Regions from separate parts of the Mus musculus genome. Here region 1 is linked to region 2. A link is a contact called in public promoter capture Hi-C data. All regions are on one chromosome and are shown on one strand. Each heading gives the region's core, a stretch centred on a gene start, on an enhancer-like site or on the middle of the called end of the contact. The rest is flanking DNA. Distances are from core to core; before and after follow the strand shown.

Evidence for each region. Promoter capture Hi-C pulls out the DNA fragments that hold promoters and counts their contacts.
Region 1: a promoter capture Hi-C map of liver shows a contact between it and region 2, with 2.4 times the contacts expected there. The contact joins two enhancer-like sites.

The regions. Positions count from the first base shown.
Region 1 is chr1:60,713,550-60,717,491 of GRCm38.p6, reverse strand. No RefSeq gene overlaps it. Among named protein-coding and RNA genes, the nearest start is that of Cd28, 31 kb to the left of the region's middle. Within about 2 kb of position 1,486, at least 39 of the 459 cell types and tissues checked have an H3K27ac peak or open chromatin away from gene starts, as enhancers often do. A contact at or near this core is called in liver, where this site is marked.
Region 2 is chr1:59,897,307-59,901,186 of GRCm38.p6, reverse strand. No RefSeq gene overlaps it. Among named protein-coding and RNA genes, the nearest start is that of Fam117b, 14 kb to the left of the region's middle. Within about 2 kb of position 1,341, at least 16 of the 459 cell types and tissues checked have an H3K27ac peak or open chromatin away from gene starts, as enhancers often do. A contact at or near this core is called in liver, where this site is marked.

The sequences.
Region 1 (3,942 bases), core at 237-2,736, 820 kb before region 2:
ATGGTCGTTCCCATTTCCATACTCAGAATTCAATGATAATGAACAAAATGGAAATCAATACCAAGAGACATCCAGGAGTCTACCACACTCCTCAGCTTTCTGATTGTTTCACTTAATGATAGATATGTTATCAGAAGACATAACCTCTTGTCTTACATAACTGTTGTAGTACCCATCCCTCCCAAATTACTCTGCTCATTAGACCTGTGTTAGTTGGATCCACTGACATACTAAGGCATGAAAGATCCTAAAGAATGGAGCCAGGGTTCTTGTGCACAACTGTGTGATAACATCTGGCCAGATGTGTAAGCAAGCTTGCTCTTACCTCTGGAGTCTACCTTGATGACCACAATACCCAACTATTGACCCCATGGTTGTGAGGGTCACCTTGTTTCATTTTGTCTTCCTTTCCCTATACATAATAGGAGAATTATCCAAGGTGACTCCCAGACAACTTCAACATTGGAAAGGAAAGAGAATGTCTCCACACTTCAACTGAAGGTAAACTAGTCCAAGAAAGGACTTACATGTCAACTTGGAACTTCTCTGAGAGCTTCTGGGATGGTACCAAGAAAGAAGCTATGTACAGAGGAGGCTTGGGAGTGACTGGGCCAGTTCCCTTCTTGTGTCCTTTGGAGTTGCTGACTTCTAAAGGCACAGAGAATTCCTGACTGGGACTTCCCTCTGGCTTCCACTCACTGAGGAGGAATGGAAGAAGACTCTCTGGTGAGTGGATTAGAATCCCACCTGGTGTTTACACCAAGCTACAGGATGTGCTTAACATCCTGGCATGAATGGGCCAGTGCTTGGCGGCAATGAACAGCACCTGCTTCGAGTATCTACTTGGCCAAATAAACGAACGATACTCGAATATCAAGTAATTTAAGAACCAAATATATGGATGCTCAATAGCTCAAAGACCTCTGAAAGGCAAAGCAGTAGTGGAAACCACATCGATACAAGTTCTTCCTAAAGGAATGAGAAAAAGACGTAAATTTGTTTCTGTGCTATTAGCAGAAATCATGATATACTGCAACTAAATCATTACTGTTTTGGAAAGAAAAGATACTTGAGGTAAGAAATATTAATAAACAACCTATACTCAACATAGACCTATAAACCACAGAAATGGGAAGATTTAACCAGTCTCACACCTGGTGTTTATGGGTTTTGTTTTTTACAGCACATTTATTGGGGCATATAAATACAGAATATTTATATAAATACAGAATACAGATAATGTATATACATGCCATCGAACCTTAACAATATTTTAATTACAAACCTATTCCAAAGTCCAACCTAGGTCAGGAAACATTAGCACATCCTTTTCCTGTTTCTGCCTTATCCGAAAACTGGAACAAAACTCTTGGAAGGGATCCAGAGTATCAGGAAGAAATTGTTTTAAGTGTTGCTATGCATGAGCCAGGCAGCAGAGCAGCATGAGCTGACCTCCATAGCTGAGGCTCTTCCTATGTAATAATAACGCAAGTCCTAAAAAGACTCTGCTGTGCTCATTTCTGGCAGTGGGCAAGGGAATTTGTACAAATGGCTGACTCTCAGATCGGCTGTCACTCCTTCCTCTACTCCACACAGCCCCGTTAGCACTTACCTCATTCATTACACTGTAATTATTTGTTCACAGGCCTGTCTCCAGGACATGGAAAGGAGTTAAGAACACTAGCTCTGCAGCCAAACTGTCTAGATTTGAATCATAGCTCTGCCGCTAGCTCGTTTCTGTGGCTCTGAGCAAGTCCCTTAACTTGGCCAAGCTTCTGTTTTACCATCGCCAAAGCCCAGTTAATAATAGGTCATTAGAGTGTCAGCTGTGCAAACCTCGTGACAAATGGATGAAAGCCACATCCATCCTTAAAGAACATCTTCAGTAACTATTAGTGTTCTCACTTAGAGTAAAATCACTCATCTGTGTATTCCTGTCCCCAGTGTGCCTGACTCCTGAAGGCAAGAGAAACAGGGTAAGAAAGACAATGTCCTCGGCTGGTCTGCTACAGTGCACTAGTGGGACTTCTCTACTGTGTACACTAAAGAAGAATAACCAGGCATCTGTGGCCCAGCTCCAGCCATCTTCCTCTTAGGCAAGAGATGCCCTCACAGGGTATAACCCAAACCCTACATTCCCAGCTTCATCTTAGTGGGCAGACCCACATTTTTCCTCCCCAAAAGAAAGCAACTATTCTCTGTTTTCCTTCAAGAGCTAGCTTTGGTGCTGTCTCTGGGTCTCACTGGGAAAGATGAATTCCAGGTGGTGCTGGCAGAGTCACAGGTCCCCACACTGAGCTCTTCCCTGCAACCTAAACTGATCAGTCATAAGCAGGATAGTTTGACTTCCATCTGCCCTTCAGTGTGTCGTTTCTCAACATGTCCTGCTCATTGTGCCTCTAAGACTAAACAGAGAGGGATGGGGGAGGAGAGGGGAAAGGGAAGGGGAGGAGGAGGACTAGTTCTGCATCCAGATGGTAGCACACATCTGCAATCCCAGAAGCAAGGGGATTGAGGCAGGAGGACCACAAGTTCAAAGCCAACCTGAACTATGTATCAGGATCCTGGTCTTGGAAAAAGTAAAAAATTCAGATTTCTAATTTTTCCTGAGTTTAATGAAGTGTTGCATATGGGAGAAACTGAAAGGCAGACCTTGGCAGTACTGAAGAATTGAAGAGACCAGGTTTGACCTGTTCTGACCACTTTGGGCAGTATAACCTGGACTCTCTTGAACCTTTTGCCTTCTGTTTGGATTCCATCAATTACATGAGACTCTGTGGGTAGGAGGAGAGAAACCTAAGCATTTGTCAGTCTACCCTTGCCCTGACTGACTAGGTTTGACACTTATGGCAAACCTCTACATAGCTCTCACTCTGACTGTGTGGCCCTCTCTGCAGATCTAGCTCTTGCTGGGTTCTCCCCACTTGTCCCCAATGTCCCCTCAAGTCTAAGAGCAGTAACAGCTTTCCAACATGCCTAGTTTCCTTGGTCCTCCCATACTCATGTTATCTCTATTAACCCTTTCCACACTTCTGAAAGGTGTCCCTTTGTTAAAAATCTCTTTAAGGATGCTGGGCATGGCTGGCTCGTGCCTATACTATTGTTACATGGGCAGGCGGCAGGAGGATCACTGTAAATTCAAAGTCAACCTCATCTATATAATGAGTTCCAAGCCAGCCATGGTTTTATATATATCAGGTCATAGGGAAAAACCAAACACAAAATTTAAGTTAAAATAAAGTATTTTGGGAAAAACTCATTTGACTGCTAAAATCCTAACTGAAATGAGTGGTCAAACACAACAGGAAGTCTAGTGGAGAGGAAAACGTGAGCCCTTCATCGTCTGACGGCAGTGAACATTGTCTCATCCAGAACAGTATAATCCTCCTTTTCATTACACCTTGCTGTAGCAACCTGCAGACAGTGTTGTTCTGCTTAAAGAGAGAGACCCTGATCAAGCCACCCTTATACTCAGTTGCATGTGATGGTTCGGAATCTCTTCTCAAATCAAAACATGATAGGGAGTGGAAAGTCAGAGAGAAGTAGAAGTGACACAATTAACTGTTTATTTTTAGCTCAATGAGGAAGGATTTGCACTTTTGAAGATGTGACATTATGATATAGAGAGCACTCAGATCAACATACAAAGATAAAAGATCTGAAGTCTGCAAGACAGGAGCTTCTGAGAATATCGCCTCTAAGCGAATAGAGATACAAACTCTGTTTCTGTTTTTCTGGCTTTCTATCAAGTTCAGTCTTCCCTTTCATGTTTTAATGTGTTTGACTATCCATATTTCCAAATGTAGGCACAAATTTGTCATAGCGTAAAACTCCATGTGAGAACGAATTCTTGCTAGAAGGGTAGCATTAGTAAAGATTAGCCCATTGAGAAATTTCTAAAGGCAGCAGTCAAATGATAATTATTTCTCTACAAATAGAAAA
Region 2 (3,880 bases), core at 92-2,591:
TATTCTTATTACATTTGTGTGCTTATTTATTCCGTGTATATGTGTGTGCATGGTGGTTCTCTCTCTCTGACACATGGGACCTGAGGAATGAACTCTGGCCATCAGACTTGGCAGCAAGTACCTTTACCCACTGAGCTACCCCCTGGTCCCAATTATCCTCTTCCATTCTAGCATTCCACTGATGGTCATTCACGCACCATGGAGATAACTGATCTTCACGCACCATGGCAATAACTGATCTTTACACATTGTTGCTGCTTTCTTAAAATTCCTTTTATTGGTGTGTGCTTTCATGATAGACACATTCCTCGAATGTCAAGTGACTCCCACAGAATAGTTGGTTGTTAACTCTGAATACTCAGATGAGATTTGCCTCCTGGGGGCGTTTACTTTTGGAATCATCAACTAGGCTCCCTCTGCTTCTCCTAGGACCTTCACCTAGGACTGCCACATGACTTTTCTTTTCTCTGTCTCTGTCTCTGTCTCTGTCTCTGTCTTTCTCTGTCTCTGTCTCTGTCTCTCTCTCTTTCTCTGGTGTTGACTTTGACTACAATGTTCCTGCCCAGAGTTCTTAGAACCAAGTGCAGGAGCTAGCTTCAACCCCTCAAGCCCAAGGTAGACTAAAATTGATGGGAATATTTTTCTGGAAAAAAAATTCCTTGAGTTAAAATTATGGCTCCCAGGGGTATACATGTTAAAACCTGATAGGTTCCATTGCAATTTTGGACGTGTCCAAAGAACAGTTCCAGTGTGGTTAAAAGAAACCAAGAAAACACTATCTATCAGCTTACATGGCAGCACAGTTTGATGAAGTACTTTCTTTTTTTCTTTTCTTTCTTTCATTTTTGTTTTGTTTTCTTTTGTTTTCTGAAACAGTGTTCCTCTGTAGCCCTGACTGTCCTGAAACTCTGTAGACCAGGCTACCCTGGAACCCACACGATCTTCCTGCATCTGCCTCCCTAGTGCTGGGATTAAAAACCATGTGCCGCCACACCCTGGCTATGAAGTGCTTTCTTATGGCATTAATGTTTCAAGAGACAAAATCAACTGAAATAAACTCTGCTTTTCCATGTATCCCATTTGACTTTGAAATCAGTGTTAACATCACTTACCTGAAAGATTAAATTCTTTATCTTTCTAGAAAACATTAGATTATCATTCAAAAAACAGACCTTTCATTGGTAGTGTGGTAAAGGCAAAGAAAAAAGCAAAAAAAGGAAAGCTCCTGAGAAGTGCTTTGTTTTAGTTATCTGCAGGAACCTAAGGAACTAACTAAAAGGAAGGTCCCGAAACCACATGACCTTTGGCAACTGATAGCTGAGTTTATGACTGAAGTGTTGCAGGGCTCTGTCCTCAGGGTGATGATTGCCCTGGAGGTTATGAGAGAGAAGCAGACAGAAAGCTTGAGGAGACATAGCTTGGAGAGCAGCTGACTTACCGCCAGGCCATAGGTGACCTATCCAATATCACCCAACTAGGAAGTAGGTTTTTTCCTTTTTAAAAGTTGCTGTTCATCTGACCCCCAAAAGGTTGCTAAATTCCACACTACACAGCAGACAGTAAGAAACTCTTTATAAACTCCAGAGAGGCCAGGCCTCAGCCAGAAATAGACATTTTGCTTCCAAAATGATTAGGAGGAAGTCTTTAAGTTTTCTGTCTCTATGGTGACAACTTGATGGGGAGAGTTGAGGACTAGTCTGTGAAATATGCCTTGCCCTTTCAAATTCTGTAAAAGCCACTCACAGAGAGCTCCCTGACACCAATCACTGCTGTGCTGAGCCGCAGCAATCATTTTACCATTGCCAAATGGGAGCTGGGAAGCACAACCAAGAAAGCACATGCAAGCCACAATGCACTAATTCATTCCTCCTGATCCTTCCAGCCTGTAGGTACAGAGGGATTTTGCTACTCAGTTAACTGCCGTGTGTTGCACATGTGCAATTCAACAGCATTGCGCTTCTATAATGTACTCTGTTCTTTACACTGCCGATAAGTGTGTGTGAGTGAAGGCTGTTCAGAGCTCTACGATCACTGCATTCACTAATGATTAGAACTATTTGTTTTTTCAGACAGACTTTTAGGATGTTGCCCTAGCTTGCTTGGAACCAGCTATATTGACCAAGCTGGCTTTTGACCTTGCAGTAATTTTTCTACCTCTGCTGTGATGTACAGTATATGCTACCATGCTTACCTAGGTCCTGTACTGTCTTCCTGTGTGTGTGTGTGTGTGTGTGTGTGTGTGTGTGTGTGTGTGGTTGGGTGGGTGTGTAGTGTGTTGTATAGGTATGCCAGGGCATGTGTGTAGAGGGAACAGAACAACTTGTGGGAATTAGTATTTTCCTTCTACCATACAGGTCCTGGGATTCAGACTTAGATTGTCAAGTTTGGTGGGAGGTGCCTTTACCAGCTGAGCCATCTTGTGGGGGCCCTGTCCTTTATATCCCCTGTCTTAATATCACTTAATCAGAACACAGAATTAATTCAACCGGCAGAGTACCAGATCACTGCTTCCTGTGACGTATGGTAAGTATACATACCTTAGCCCTGTCTCTGCTGTTCATTGTCAGTTGAGGAAATGACCTGAGCTATGGTACTCAGTGGGGTGACTTAGGTCCCTGGCACAAGAATAAAAAAGATTGTGTGCAGCATTCAGGAGCCTGAGGCAGGAGGACTGCTTTGAGTTTGAGGTCAGCCTGAAAAACAAAAACTTATTCCATTTGAGGATAAGTTTGGCTATACAATGAGACCCTATCTTGGGGGTGGGGGGGATGAACAAACTATAGTTGGTCCCCCCTTTATCACTCCTCCCTTTTTACTGGAAACAAAGGCCTAATCAAGATTGTGTATTTAGAAAACTAAGGTTTTGTTTGATTCAGCCCCTAAGTAGCTATAATTGCTAAGGGCATAATGGCTTCTTTTTGCAACTCTCTAGGGAGAAGATTATCACTGGAGTAGCAGTCCTCTGGCCTATAATACTCCTATCCTACTAGTGGGTGTGTATGTGTGTGTATGTGTGTGTGTGTGTGTGTGTGTGTGGTGTATGTGTGGTGTGTGTGGTATGTGTGTGTGTGGTGTGTGTGGTGTGTGTGTGTGTGTGTGTGTGTGTGGTGTGGTGTGTGTGTGTGTGTGTGTGTGTGTGTGTGGCGTGATGTATATAATACTATAATACTCCTATCATACTAGTGTGTGTGTGTGTGTGTGTGTGTGTGGTGTGTGGTGTGTGTGTGTGTGTGTGTGTGTGTGGTGTGTGGTGTGTGGTATATGTGTGTGTGTGTATGTGTGTGTGTGTGGTGTGTGTGGTGTGTGTGGTGTGTGTGTGTGTGTGTGTGGTGTGTGGTGTGATGTATATGTTTGGGATATGTTGGTTTTGGTGATTGTCTCACATAGTATAGGCTGCTCTTAAAGTCACTATGTAGTTGAGAATGGCCCTGAACTCCCGGCCCTCTTGTGCCTACCTCCTAACTGCTGAAATCACAGGTGTGCACCACCACACCTGGCTCCCTTCTTACTCTGGCAGTAATAAAAGTCTGCTGCCAGGACTTCAGCCTCTAAAGCCCAGGATGATGCTAGCAGTTCCGTTGGTAGTTAACCTTTATTGAACTCTTGGCTGAGTACCACCCACACCACCCACACTCCCCACATCGTCCCATATCTTCCCATCACAGAAACCCTATTCAGTTGCTGCTTTTACCATTTTTTATGGATGAGAAAAAGGGAAAGTCAATTTTTAACTGGATTGTCCTGAGTGTATAGAAAACACCAGAAATTGTCAGAAACACCTGGTTCTAGAGATCATTCTCTCAACTTCTGTTTTCCACTCTTGCCCTTTTGATGTCAGCAGGGGAGCTTGGCACAGTAACTAAGTGACTTGGAGCTGCGG